Linked DNA regions of Rattus norvegicus: region 1 is linked to region 2. Evidence: chromatin contacts called from public Hi-C data. All regions are on one chromosome and are shown on one strand. Each heading gives the region's core, a stretch centred on a gene start, on an enhancer-like site or on the middle of the called end of the contact. The rest is flanking DNA. Distances are from core to core; before and after follow the strand shown.

The links. A called contact is a pair of places that touch in the nucleus more often than the background predicts.
Region 1: a contact with region 2 is called in a Hi-C map of liver, with 1.6 times the contacts expected there. The contact joins the enhancer-like site here to the promoter of Hsbp1l1 in region 2. A contact is called at or near these places in 3 of 12 Hi-C or Micro-C datasets (kidney and liver).

The regions. Positions count from the first base shown.
Region 1 is chr18:75,999,770-76,007,487 of GRCr8, forward strand. Slc66a2 (solute carrier family 66 member 2) reads left to right here. Exons shown (of 5, transcript NM_001398665.1): 4 at 5,361-5,577. Among named protein-coding and RNA genes, the nearest start is that of Slc66a2, 25 kb to the left of the region's middle. Within about 2 kb of position 2,587, at least 1 of the 93 cell types and tissues checked has an H3K27ac peak or open chromatin away from gene starts, as enhancers often do. A contact at or near this core is called in liver, where this site is marked.
Region 2 is chr18:75,960,340-75,967,210 of GRCr8, forward strand. It overlaps Hsbp1l1 (heat shock factor binding protein 1-like 1), which reads right to left and starts at 2,685. Exons shown (of 4, transcript NM_001136183.1): 1 at 2,541-2,685; 2 at 1,269-1,335. The coding sequence starts at 2,591.

The DNA.
Region 1 (7,718 bases), core at 1,337-3,836, 39 kb after region 2:
GAGGAATAAACTTGGGACGGAGTGTTCCATGGTGGCTTACTGTAGGAGCGGAGCACAGTGTTCAGAAGACTCCTGGGAAAGCAGGTACCTTAGAACCTCTTTCAAGTGAAGGTACCATGTTGGATGGTAAAACCGTTTATTCTGGTGCTCTCAGGGCCAGAGCCTTGCGCTGGGCCCTTTCTGATCATTCTGAGTTGTGCTGTCATGGACTTGGATGGAACTCGTCAGAACAGAGGCTGCTATCCTATCAGCTACTGAATGGTGACACTGAAGAGTGCTCTGCAGGGTGACATGACGAGTGTGGGCCACTGTACCCCCCCTCTCTCCTGGCTCATCTCTCCATCGAAGGGAACCCTGCTAAGGAAAAGTGTTTCAGGCCAGGCTGACCGCATGTCTGTCAATGCCATTGATGGAGAAACTTGGAGTTGAGTGTTCGAATCCTTTGCTGGGATGTTGGTAGGATAGAGTTAGAAAGGACTCCTGAAATGAAAGACAGAGAGTCAACGGCAATGATAACCCATTCGTAACAAGCACTACTCACCCTGGCTTCTCTGGCTCTCGGAGTAGCTGCCCCAGTGATGTGGAACCATCATTAGCAGCAGTACCATGGCAGCCTTATCTGTGTAACTTCAGATCTGAACAGGATACTGGCCTTGGTGGTTGCTTGTTTGTTTTGGCCAAGCAGTGGGTGCTCCCAGTCAGTTTTCCAGGTGGCCCTGTCTGGAAGCTGGGAGAGGGGAATAGGACCAGCACTGCCCCCCAGCTTCCTGGGTGGGCTAGATTCCCAGAACATTGACTTTGTGTCTCCGAGCCATCGTCTGGTGGAGCCGCCCTTGTCTATTGTGGGTGAGGGCAGTGCTGGGGTGAGTAGGGACCACCAGTTTGGAAGGTCATTTCAGCTGTCGCAGGAGGTCTTGGCTGTTAGTCTGTTGAAGTAGCTGACCTTCAGGCAGAGTGAAAGCTGGTGCTGCGTGGGCCATGTGGCTCCTGTCATCTCTCTAGAGGAACTGCCATGCCCCGGAGGCTTGTGCAGGTTTCCTGGGACTTGGGGTTCTACCTGGTAAGTTCCAGTGAGCATTGGTGCAGGAAGAAAGGCTGTGCATGAATCAGAACCAGGGTGGCCAGGATTAGATCTTTTTGTCTGTTCTCTCACACAGTGTTAATTTTTCATATAGACATCATCACCAAGTTAACTTTGGACCACAATGATTATTTTCTTGAGCTATTTGAGGTTGAGTATATTTTCTATCACTACCCAGAATGGCGCTGCCTCAGGCCTCAGCATCCTCCAGTCAAAGAGCCCAAGTAAGTTGCAGGGCACTTTATAGTCATTTCCAGGAGCACCGTGGTCTGCTCTTGACTTCGGTAAACATGTGCTGGGGTGCACTCCTGCTCCTGACCTGGGAGGCTTGGACTCAGTTGGTTTTCTGACCAGTAGTCTGGTCAGGCTGGGGGTTAGAGGCTAGCCTGGGACCCTCGGGGCAGAGTGAAGCCAGCGGTTGAGCCACACAGAGCAGTGTGGAGTTCCCAATGGTTTGTGTCCAGCATGCGCCGAGTTCCATGCTGGTGGGACCCTGGGAGACAGAGGAAGAAGCTCCTCTGTCATAGCTGTCCAAGAAGGGCCTTCGGGCTTGGGAATGAGTGTGTCTATGGGACACTCGTGGGCAAGGGGCTCGGGAGTGGCTCTGCCCTTGTGCTGCTGAGACAGATTCTTTTCCTGTGCAGAGCCCTACTCTGTCCTTTACTCGCCCCACTAGGGTCAGGGTACTGTGTTTCCCATTTCTTCTGATTGGTTTGAGGAGATCTTCCTTGATGCTAGTGTCCCCCGGGATGGTGAGAGCTGTTCTGGATTGCTGCCCCAGCGGTCTGATGGCTGCAGGCCATGGTTTGATGCTCTTTGTGGCCTCTCTATGTGGCCTTGCTCAGAGGTGCTCAGGGAAAGAGTGGTCAGCGTGAGCCATGTCTGATGTGAACTCCTCTCGGTTCTCCCAGTTTCATGGGCCGAAGGATTCATTCTGGGTAGCCAGCTGGGTTTCTGTCATTCCCAGTCCACGGTCCAGACTTGCTTCTCTGCCACAAGGGCACGTGGAACAGCCACAAGAAACCTTTCTGGAGCTTGGAGGCTGTGGCTGTAGCTCTCCTGTGGTAATGCCGAGCATCTTGGGGAGCTGGGGAGAAGTATTCCGTGGTCTCACTTGTGAGGTGGAGCTGTGAGGCGCTACGTGCCTGCCGCGCTGTCATTGGGGTGGTCTGTCCTTTCCTAGCTCACCAGCTCTGTCAGCTCAGTCTCTTGAGCCCCTACTTCCTGTTAGTGCAGAGCGTCAGCTGCCCCTTCCTGCCCATCTTCTCTGAGGTGAGTCCTAGTGCTGGTCCTGGCAGGACCTGACCCGCCAGCCTCGAACAGAGCTGTCATTTCTGAGGAGTCACTTCCAAGGTAGAGAACCCTGTACCTTGTTCCTCGCTGGCTCTGGGGCTCCTGCTGCCTTTTCAGTGGTTGGTTGTCATTGGCCTAAACTCTAGGCCAGGAGCTGAGAGAACCCAGTCTTGTTCCCCTGCTTCTAAGGGAGTAGAAAGGCTTGGCCTGCATTGGCACAGACCAGCCACATGAGGGTGCTGGTGGGCTGCTGGAGGAACACAGATTACACCACAGGTTAATAAAGCTGCCCCAGGTAACTGGGGCCTCAAGGTGTGGTACCCACCGTGCCCCAGAGATGGGCAGTTAAGGGAAACAAAAACAAACACAAAACCCTGACCCGGACTTGGTTTCTTTCCGTTCTCAGTGCTGTGATGGACCCAGTGTCTTTTCCTTCTCACCGAGTTAGGGCTACTCTGCCCTCAGGGGGTCCTGGAGGACTTGACCTTAACACTTGAGGATGCTGGGTTTTCTTCTGGGCCCCCCCCCCACTTTCTGTCTATTCCTTTTGCCTATTGATGTATTGGTTGTCCATTCTGTTGTAGGTCATAGATTCAGAAGAACATTGGGGTTTTCAGATGTGTTCGTCTTAGGTATTAATATGTAAGCATCCTGCAGAGAGCTCTTTACTTTTCTGCCTTCAGGAGGAAACTTGGGGCACTGTGTCTTCCCCATTATCTCTCCATATCTTCTCACTGCCTCTCAGGTACCAGGTATCCTGGGGGCCATGCTTGTCCTCCCTCTGACCCTTGCTACCTGCTGCTTGAAGGGCTACCTCTGACCTCCAGGTCCCAGTCACCACACACCACATGGGAGATGTTACATTGGGCTGATGACCTCTTTCCTGCTCTCTGTTGGGAATCTGTTTGTCTCTGAGGGTTGGATTAGCACTCCCTGACGGTGTTGGAACATAGAGTCAGTGCCTGGGCCCCTGTCGTGCAGGCCAGCTCTGCCTGCCCTGCTCCCCCAAAGAAGGCTCCTCCTGGGATTGGGCTTCTCGTCTGAAGGGCCAGTTCCTTAGGCCATGATCAGGAACACTGGAACTGTGAGTGAACACAGGCTAGACAGGCATCAAGAAGGCTCTAGAACAGACAGTGGACATAAAACTAAGCATGGTCCCTGGGTGAAGGTGACAGCTCCTTTTCCTCTCACATGGCTTTAGCCCTGTAGTTAGCCCTGAGTCAAACTTCAGTGATGTATTGATAACACATTTAGGCCTTTGGGCCACATGCCTGCTCCTGAGGCTGGGGATGGGGGACCCCAGAGACCCAGACTCAGGACGGCAGCTCTTTGTTGGAGTTTGTCCTGGGTCCAAGCTTTAATGAGACTTGTAATCTCTGACAGGGTGGCTCCTTTGTGTCTCTGAGCCCAGTAAGTGGAGTGGGCATGGGGCAACACCCTGCCGGTCTACATAGTGTGTGACACAATAAAATGCCATTGATGCAGGTAACCTGGTCTCTGTTCTCTTGGGGTTTCCCCTTTTTGTCCTAATCCCGAGAAACAAAAATAGCTTCCTCAGAAAACTAAAACCCTTGGGTGGTATTAGGAATGGCCTTTGTGTGTGTGTGTGTGTGTGTGTGTGTGTGTGTGTGTGTGTGTGTGTGTGTTGTCTGAGTAACTGGAAGTTCAATCCCCCTCCCCAACCCGAGTGTGCATGCGTGTGTATGCGTGTGTGTGTGTGCGTGTACACACACACACACACACACACACACACTTTAATGTGTGCTGTACCAGCGTGTCCCGATCTCTTCTGGAGCAGAGGGAGAGGGCAGCCTGCTCACTCAGATCCATAGCTCGGAGGCAGGAGTGCTGATACAGGGCAGGTCGAGCCTCTGAAGACCCCAGGGCTGCAGATCTACTGTGATGTGCATGTTAAAGTCCATCCATTTTTCATTGCGAATGGGGATACCAGACCAGCGATGTGTTAGCTGTTTTCCTCACTACAGAAGGTGTTCAGTGGGCTGGGGTGTAGCTCATTGGGAGAGCAGTGGAATGTGTGTTGGGGGGACTTTTTCTTTCCCAGCCTCCAACCTCCCCCTAAAAGCAGCCATACTTGGAAGAGTTTAGCATCTCGGGCATCTCTTGGCCCTGCTCACCTACACCTGCTGGAATTCCCTGTCTTGGATTTGTGGTCTAAGAGCCCAGTCAGGCATAGCCATGTTGCATCCTCTCGTTCAGCTTCCCTTCTCTCCAGAAGCTTCCCTGCAGCTTCCACAGTCCCGGGAGTATTCATCTGCTGAAGTGTCATTTAATTCATTCACGTCAGTGCTTGTGAATAATTCCACAGAATCCGTCCTCAGGCAGCCTGGGCTATCGCGCTGGTGACCAAGTATTTAGCAGTAGTACTGTGTGCTGACCAGGTCTCCCTCATGGGCTAAAAACAGTCAAGACTCGTAGAACGGATCATTAACCATTAGATCAGTCCCAGGAGGTTCATTAACCCAAGTGAATGGAGACACGTAGTTAACCAGAGTCACAGAGGGCAGAGCTGTCCCTGTAAACGCAGGCAGGTGTCAGATTCCAGAGGCGTGGTTTATGTCTTCCTCTCTAGAACTATTCGAATTAAGCCGAACGACTTAATGTTGGTACCAAGGGTCCCTGGAATTGCTTCTGTTGGGATCTCATCTGCCCACACTGACCTCTGCCTGCTTGCTGGGTCTCCTCCACACTGACTGGCTCGTTCCCATCTCTTCCTCACTGAACTGAATCATCCACATCCCCCACACTGACTTCGACCCACTCAGTCCCCCCCCCCCCCCCACTGGCCTCGCCCTGGTCCTGTCTCCTCTGCACTTCCTCACCTCGCTAACCTTAGCTGAGTCCATTCATCCCTCCTCACAAAGACTTTGCCGACTGGACCTGCTCATGCCTTGTCGGTATCCCCCCCCCCCCATGAAGTATAATTTGCTTGCCCAACTGAGGTGCCTCTCTCTCCCTCTCCCTCTAGACTTCGACCCTCATCATTTCTGGCATTGGAGCAGCTTCGCAGACTATGTGCAGTGTGTTCTGGCCTTCACAGGTGTGGCCGGCTACATCACCTACCTGTCCATCGACTCGGCTCTGTTTGTGGAGACGTTGGGCTTCCTGGCAGTGCTGACGGAAGCCATGCTGGGTGTGCCGCAGCTGTATCGGAACTATCGTCACCGCTCCACGGAGGGCATGAGGTAGGAGGTGTCCCTGTGGAGGTTCCCACGGCACTCACTGGGGCTGTCGAGCTCTGACAGCGAGGGGGAAGTCACGCTGCTTAGACACACTGGGCCTCTGACTCTTGTCTGAGGAGATTTGTTTCGATGGGGCCAGGGAGGGAAGCAGAAACCTTGTGAGGAGGCCGTAGCCCATCAGGAGCCGCAGAGCTTACACAGGACCAGGGACTGAGGAACATGACACCTATCCATCTGGATGGCAGGGCCTAGGAACCTGACAAAGGTACCCCAACTGTGGCTTTTTCAGTGTCATGCCATGGCCTGCCAGAGGTACAGTGTCTGGCAGACAAGGATGGACTCGTGTCAGGATCGTGCTAAGAAGTGTCTGACGACATCTGTCTAGCACAGGACGGTTCCCATAGACCATTGGGAAGTCTATGAAGAAAACAGTGTTTACTCAGCACAGGTCAGGCGAGGAGGAGGGAAGAACACAGCCGTGCATTCAGTTCCGCACCATCCTTAAGGGAGCTGTTTGACTTCACGCTGAGAGCCTATCTGCTTCTCAGAGACCCCGTGCCCTCTGAGACGCCATCCTCCTTCTCCCCCGAGACCCTGCCCACTTCTCCCTACCCACTCCTCACTAAAGTCCATCCTGCCTCTGGGGACCACCTTTCTCTGAAGGTTCGAGTCACCCTTGTGCGCCCTGGTGTGTCCTGGTGATACTCTGTTATCAGTGGAATCATAGGGTCTGTTTTTGCTAAGGAAAGCAAGTCCTGTTAGGAAGGGACAGGCAGTGGACAGGACAGAGGGTTGGGGTCATGCCGGATACGGGGTTTTAATATCCCTCTGTAGTTCTTCTTACTGGATGCAGGGTTGTAGGGACGGGGCTCCTGTGCACACGTAGATTATAAGCGTGAGGTGTAGAAATCAGTGTAGGAGAGGCCTGAGTGTGATACTTACATAGGAAGGGCAGAGATAGGCTGGCAGTCGTGACCATGGTAGATCCCGTTTCCCTAGTGAGGATGGGTGGAGCCCCGGGGGTCTGGATTGATTGATTGATTGATTGATTGATTGATTGAAATCGGGTGGAGCCGGAGCCATGACGATCCCACAGCTCTGGTTTGGGGCTGGCGGACGTGCAGTGGCGGACGTGCAGGAGAGCATTAGCTCTGGGTCTACATCAGTGCAGATCGCGGAGGAAAGGCCACTAACTCGCTGTTCCAAAGCGAAAGTGTTGGGCAAGCCGTTTTCAGCTGAGAACGGAGTCGGTGTTTGGAGATATTGGGGCTCCCTGCTCAGCATCCTCTAGGCACAGGCGCTGGGCTCCTTCATGTGCACAGGGGCATTTACTGGCCAAGCTCCCGATACCGCCGGCCCCGCCGGGCCCCGCTGAGCCGGCACCTTTATTATTAGGATTGGTCACCAGAATCCTACTCGGGGATGTCGCAGGTCCTACTGTGTCCCTACCTTCTCGATGGCATGCTGGACTGCCGTGGATCTGCGTGATAAGCATGGAAAGTGTCGCCGTTTCAGATAAATTTGGTAGAAGGCAGGCACTCCATGTGATTGATCGAAAATGGGTTTAAGACGTGCACAGGCACAGACACTGCCACGGGCCTAAGAATCAGAGGCTGCTGTCAGGTGGAAGCAAGATTGTGTGGGTTTTATCCCTTGTCTGCTTGTGCCATTGCACCGCAAGGGGGAGAAATCTACATTGGACTTTAGCCCTACCGTGCTTTACCTCTGGATTCCTGGGACTGGGAATGGGGGAGGGGAGGTGGGTGGCGCATTCCTTTCTGACTGACTTTAGTAGGCCTCAGAACGGATTTCCTGGAAAGTCTTACTCTACACGTGTGTACACACACACACACACACACACACACACACACACACTTACTCTACACATGTGCACACACACACTCACTCTACACATGTGCACACACATACACACACTCACTTCTCTACACGTGTGCACACACACACACTTACTCTACACATGTGCACACACACACTCTACACATATGCACACACACACTCTACACATGTGCACACACACACTCTACACATGTGCACACACACACTTACTCTACACATGTGTACACACACTCTACACATGTGCACACACATGCACACACACAACCTCCACAGGCACATTTCCCATC
Region 2 (6,871 bases), core at 1,435-3,934:
ATGGGGATTTAGCTCAGTGGTAGGGCGCTCCCTGGGTTCGGTCCCCAGCTCCGAAAAAAAGAAAAAAGACCAACTTTCTCATGGCTTAATATTTAAAAAAAACATATGTATGTATGTATATATATATATATATATATATATATATATATATATATATATATATATATATTGTGTGTGTGTGTGTGTGTGTATATGCGCGCGCGCGCACGCGCGTTTCTGTGTGTGTACAAAATGACCCAGGTTTAAGGTCAGGTGACAACCTTCTGGAGGCCGTTCTCTCCCTTCAGGATGGGTCCCATGAACTAAGCCTTGGCCGCAATCACCCTTACAGAATAAGCCATCTCCACAGCCCACTTCACTTGCTTTATTATTTAAGATTTATTTTACATGTATAAGTGTTTTGCCCGGATGTACTTATATTCATGACAAACATGCCTGGTGCCTGAGGGGAGACCGGAGAGGGTATGGGATCCCTTGAAACTGCAGTTACAGATGGTTATGAGCCACTGTGTGCATTCTGGGAACCAAACCTGGGCTCTCTGCAGCGGCAGCAAACGCTCTTAACTGCGGGCATCTCCTCAGCTGCTTCCTATGGTTTTTCTGAAAAGTGAATTTAATCACGTAAAAAAACAAAAAAAAAACAAAAAACAAAAAACAAAAAAACCAAAAAAAAACCGCTCACTGTTGGGGCAATTTAACCTAGACTTACACAAACTGTAAAATCTATTTTATTTTAAAATTTTTATAAAATAACTGTATTCTAATGAACTCTCAAGTAAAGCCATCACACAGTCACTGCCCAGTCCCAACTGGCCATTCTGAATTTACACATGACGTGTAGAGTTTGGAGCTGAACATTATATTCTTAATTGTTTGATTTCATTTTTCTGAGACCAAACACCAAATCACTTGTTCTTGTCAAAATGAAGATAGGGAGGACCATGCCCTTCCTGGCTGGAGACCCTTAGCTCTGCTCTCTAAGGTTCCTGGTGGCGGTGGAGTTTGTGCTGCAAACCAGACTGGTTCAATTAGGCTTTCAGGGCAGCCTCTCAGCCTGTGTGGGGAGCTGTGTACGCCACTCAGACGCCCTGTACTGCCAGTCAGGAAGCAAAACCAATGAGATTTAATGCATCCAGATGCCACACAGAAGCACCAATGTAAACACCCGAGACCACACGTGAACAGTCGTACACCAACAGCAGAGAACAAGAAGCTGCCCCACAGCATCCGACAACCATCGGCTTCAGGGTGTTAGCAAGAAAGGATATTTCTGAGGTTTAATGTTGCAGTCAGAGCTTGGAAATGTTCTTCAACCTCCTGAAGTAGGTTCTCGGCCTGCAAAATAAATCTTAGGTAACTAAATAAAGTATTTACAAGTAGTGCAGGAGGTGGTAAATACCATGGAACAACGTAAACAAACACACCCATTAACTTCGTTGTTGTTTATTGAGACAGGGCCTCCCTATGTAGCTCTGACTGGGCTGGAACGCACTGGCCTCCCACTTACAATGATTTCCTTTTGCCTCGCAGTGTTGGAAATATAAATATAAATATTGCCCACAGCGTTGCAGGGCACCTGTTTTTTGTTTTTGTTTTGTTTTGTTTGTTTTTGTTTCTTTGTTTGTTTTGAAGCAGCGTCTGCTTGTGTACCTCTGGCTGGCTGACCTGGAACTCAGATCTGCCTGCCTCTGCCCTGGATCCCTTGGAATTACAGGCAGTTACATCCCTAGGAACAAATTGTCCACCTGTGATGGACATATCTAAAGCATGAGCGGAGCTGTAAACTCCACCATCAAAGCAGGAAACAGTCACCCTGTCGCTGCAGTCCACGGCGAATCAAAGGCCCACGGGCCCTTTGTATGCTTTGGCCGATTTAATAGCGCACGGCACAAACCATACAGAATGCCATTGCGGTGACTGCGAGGCTTCGGGTCGAAACTCTGAAATCTACACATCTTGCGTGACTCTATCCTGTGTAATCTTTGTCCCAACACCTGCAGTACCCGTAGAGAAGGAAGTGCAAGTCCTCGAACTCGGACCCCGCGCTCCTCTGTGCAGGTTCCCTGTGGCAAGCGGCCTTTCAGAAGAAGGTAGATGACGTGGACTCTAACTGACTTCTTTAAACGTAAAGATCTGCTATGGTGACAGACTTACAGAGAAAACACCAGGCAGGGAAGGAATGGGGCGGCGCTTGGGCTTGAGGCGGAGCCTTTAGGGGGAAAAGGAGGTGTGGGCGGGATCTGGGACATGGGGCGGGCCTTGGAGGAAGGGAAAGACGCTCTCAGATGGACACCTGGCTAGGGACCTGGGAAGGACTGAAGGGTGGGGAGGAGGGCAAGCGGATGAGCCAGGTATGGGACAAGGATCCGGGCTCTATAGGAATAAGTTGCATCTCCAGCCGCCCAGCGTCCGCCATCACTCCTTTGGCTCAGGACTTCAGTTCCCTAGCATCCCCACTGCTGCAGCCGCGAGCCCTTCCAATACCCTAAAGCCAAGCCGGCGACCTTGGTCCTCGGAGCCCTAGGGCACGCGTCACTCACCGCGTTCTGCAGCAAGTCCCCACAGGGAACTTCCGGCGTCCGGGCGTCCATCCACACCAGCCTAACAGTTTGGGGTCCTGGGTCTTAAGTGGACCAGGCAGATGTCGCGCTTTGGGCTGGCCACGGCTAAAACCGGAGAGCGAGCGAGCGCGGGGGCAGGTGCGGACCAGACCAGCAGCCGGCCAATCCGGCTTAGCTGGGTGTTTTCATCCTTCAGAGTAGGTGACCTGGGAGGAACCCTATCGGCAGTTATTCATTCTTGGGCTGTGGCACAATAAACACGACTGGATAGTGAGCACCCCGGACACTTCTGAATGCACAGAGCAAATGCGTAAAGCACACCCACCCTGTCCCTCCGTCGCTAGAGCTTCTGCCTCACACAAACAGTCAAGTGCCCATCAAATAGTAAGCGACTCTCCTGTCTTGCTCTTTGGACCCCCCACCCTTCTAGCTTTTGTCTAGGGACAAACTTTCATGTGATGGGTCTCCTCTTACCCACAGCTGCCAGCAGCCGACGGCACACCACACTCGGCAACTGAATCTGTTACAGTAAAGTTGTCATTTCTCAAGATCTAAGGATGTCAGCTTCAGAATTGAGCTGCTCAGTGCTCAGACCTCCCTTCAAGACTGGTTTCACAAGTTCTCAGGACCCCTTTCCTCGTTAGATCGGAGTTGTGGCTCATAGGTCACCTTGTGGTGGGTTTCCCAGGACCGCACTTTTATCAGTTAGCTTCTTGTTTACACATCTGCGCTCCTTGGGCTGAAGGCTGAAGACCGTGTCTATTTAGGTCACTGCAGTACCTCGAGAGCCTGGTTCAGAGATAGCGCGCTGATGCCAAGTGTGCTTACTGCAGGTGTCTTTAAATAGGTGGGGGCAGGGCAGCTGAAGAGATGGTTCTTTGGTCCTCGCCGCTTTGGCAGAGGACTAGGGTTTGGTTCCCAGAACACCACATAGCTCCTCAGTAAGTCAGGTTCCAGGAGATCTGACGCCTTCTTCCGGCCTCCACAGGCACTGCATGTACACAGTGCACTTGCAAGCATGAAAATATTCCCACGCATGAAAAAAAAAACTAAAAAACAGATCAAGGTCTTAAACAGAACAGGCAAAGGCACCCAACACCACTGCTCACGAGTACCCATGATAAACCCCTGCTTCACACCCCTGGGGGTGCCGGAGGAATGACAACCATGCCCTCCCTTTGGAAAATACAGGTAAACAGTGTTCGCCACATGACTACATTCCACATCTAGGTGTGAGCAGCAGACACCCACACAGAAATGTGCACACCCTTTACAGCAGTACTCAGCCATCACAGCAGTCAAGGAGGAAACAACCTGGTGGACGGACAGACAGACAGAAGAGGTATATGTGCATATGATTGCTTGTGCAACAACAGGAGTGTACACTGGTATGTACACCATGAGTGAACTTCAAAAATATCATAGAAAGGTGTCTTAGTTAGGGTTTCATTGCTGTGAAGAGACACAACTCTTACAAAGTCAAACATTTAAATGGCTTACAGTTTCAGAGGTCCAGTCCATTCTCATCATGGCAGCATGCAGGCAGACACGGTACAGGAGGAGCCAAGAGTTCTACATCTTGATCCAAAGGCAGCTACGAGGAGACTCTTCTCTGCCCCAAGCTTGAGCATAGGACCTCAAAGCCACAGTGATGTACTTTCTCCAAGGCCACACCTCCTAATAGCACCACTTCCCATGGGCCAAGCATATTCAAACCACCACAGAAGGCCACCTATTGAAGGACTCCATTATAGGAAACAATTTCGACAAAGACAATACCTAAGTGGCTATTACAGTATACAAAGGGAAGGGGGAGCTGTTTCAGAGGTAAGGGGTTCCTTCTCGAGGAACAAGTTCCCTGACATTAGACTGCTACCATGGCTGCACAACCTGTATATATACTAAAAACCATTGAATTACTTTCAGTGAATTTTATAGTATGAGAATTATGTTATCAATGGATTTAAATGATACATTTTGAATTTTGCCTTTTGCGTCTGTGGCGGTTTGAATAAGAATGACCTCCATAGGTTCATATATTGATTTGAATGCTTGGTTACCAGGAGTAGAACTCTTTAAAAGGATTAGAAAGATTAGGGGGTGTGGTCTTGATGGAGGAAGTGTTTTACTGGGAGTGAACTTTGAGGTTTTAAAAGGCCGTGTCATCAGCCTCCCCCACCTCTCTCTCTCTCTCTCTCTCTCTCTCTCTCTCTCTCTCTCTCTCTTTCTCTCTCTCTCTCCTCCCTGCCCCTTCCCCCCTCCCCTCCCCCATCAGATCAGGATGTTCTTCTTAGCTACTTCTCCAGAGCCACATGTGCCACCATGGGGGTGGGGGACGACACCATGATAATGGACCAACCCTCTGAAATTGTATGCAAGCTCCATTTAAATGCTGAAGAGATCATGGTGCCTCTCCACAGCGGTGGGACAGTGACTAAGACACGATCCTTTAATATGCCTTCCTCTGCTTTTCTTTGAGAAGGACTGAGGCAGAAACGGTTGTGACTAGTACTGACTGACCTCTCAGGGTAGGCAGGGGTATGAGGGCTGGCCCTGCATGGCCCCCAGTCGGCCTCTGTGGTCAGCCTGTGCATAGCATCTGATTTCTTGCAGACAGCTGTGAGGAGATTAGGGGAGAAAAGGCTGTGGCCTCCCACGGGAGACTGTGGACCTAGAGTCTAATCCAGGGGATCCTATCAGAAGCAGACCTCAGCTTCAAAGCCCTGGACTCACTAGAGTCAGTTTAAGGAGGAAAGGGAAATATTTCTGGAGAGATAAGACCAAGGCTTTGGCAGGCCTGACTTTAGTCTATCACAACCCAGATTAGACGCATGGTCTTCTAGTTGCCTAAAACACACAAGGCTGTTTCACAATGATGTCGTCTCTCACTTGAGCCTTATCAAGTCACAGAACGGTGTTTCTGACATCCATTGCCAGCACGGTCAGCCTCAAGAAGGGCATCAGGGAGCTGGTAGACACCATGAGACAGATTCCGTTCAATCCAAGCAGGGACAGGGCCTTGGTGTGTCTCAAGCTGATGGCTAGATACATCCTTCACGCATTTGCTTTGCAAGTCGAGGACAGCGTAAGCCGGGTGAGCGGTGAGCAGAGCCTGGACCACAGAAGACTAGGACTAGAAATTAAGACTAGCAGAGTCTCTCCTCACCAGCAAGGTCTCTCAGGAGGCTCCCATGTGTGACTCAGCCAGACCAGTCAGAGCAGAGCCAAGTGATATCTAGATAGATAAAGCACACTCCAGTGAAGGCAAAGACCCCGGGGCTCCACTAGAGACTCAGGCGGTCAGGCAGACAAGACATCTGTTCCCTGGGGGTTCTGTTGGAGAAAATATAGGACTCTCCCTTAGGAAGCCTGACAGACTTCCCAAGATAGGGATAAGAGCCCAGGGACTGGGGGAGGCATCCATGATTCCTCTCTAATCTAAAAGTGGAAAGCAAAGGAGTCACCAGCCAAGAGAACCAACCATGGGATCATGAAATATTTCAGGGGAAGTTTCTAGTAGTAGAACCATTGCAGAGAAAGGCAATGTTATTTTTTTAAGGTTTATTTATTTATTTAACATATATATTGTAGCTGTCTTCAGACACACCAGAAGAGGGCATCAGATCCCATTAGAGATGGTTGTGAGCCACCATGTGGTTGCTGGGATTTGAACTCAGGACCTCTGGAAGAGCAGTCAGTGCTCTTAACCACTGAGCCATCTCTCAGCCCAAGGGCAGTGTTCTTGATGCACTGGGAGTGGGACTTATAGAGTCAAGGGATCAAGGCGAGGGGCTAAAGCAGTGCATCTGTGTGCAGCTCCCAACCCTTGCCCGGTCACCTGCAGAGCCACACACAGAGCCCTTCTCTCAAGGTGTCTCCTTTTACTGGGCCAGGACAGAGGTTAGAGAAGTGCTGGCAGGGCTTACAGGAGGCAGAAGAGGCTGCAGCTTGCTGTGTGTGTGTGTGTGTGTGTGTGTGTGTGTGTGTGTGTGTGAGAGAGAGAGAGAGAGAGAGAGAGAGAGAGAGAGAGAGAGAGAGAGAGAAAGAGAGAGAGAGAGAGAGAGAGAGAGAGAGAGAGAGAGAGTCAGACCCAGACCGCAGGCTTACCGGGAGGCACGTAGAGATGGCTGTGCACTTAGTTTATCTGGTGAGCTCAGAGAGCTGAGCATCTGGTCAGGAGCAGGTGGCCAGGAAAGAGCCCCAGAGCATTAAGCTCTCCTTGCCCCACAGAAAAGACAGCCCTGGCAGAGACTCCTGCACAGGCAAGGTTTTCAATTCTATGTGGAAATGATCAGCACTCTGAGGCCATG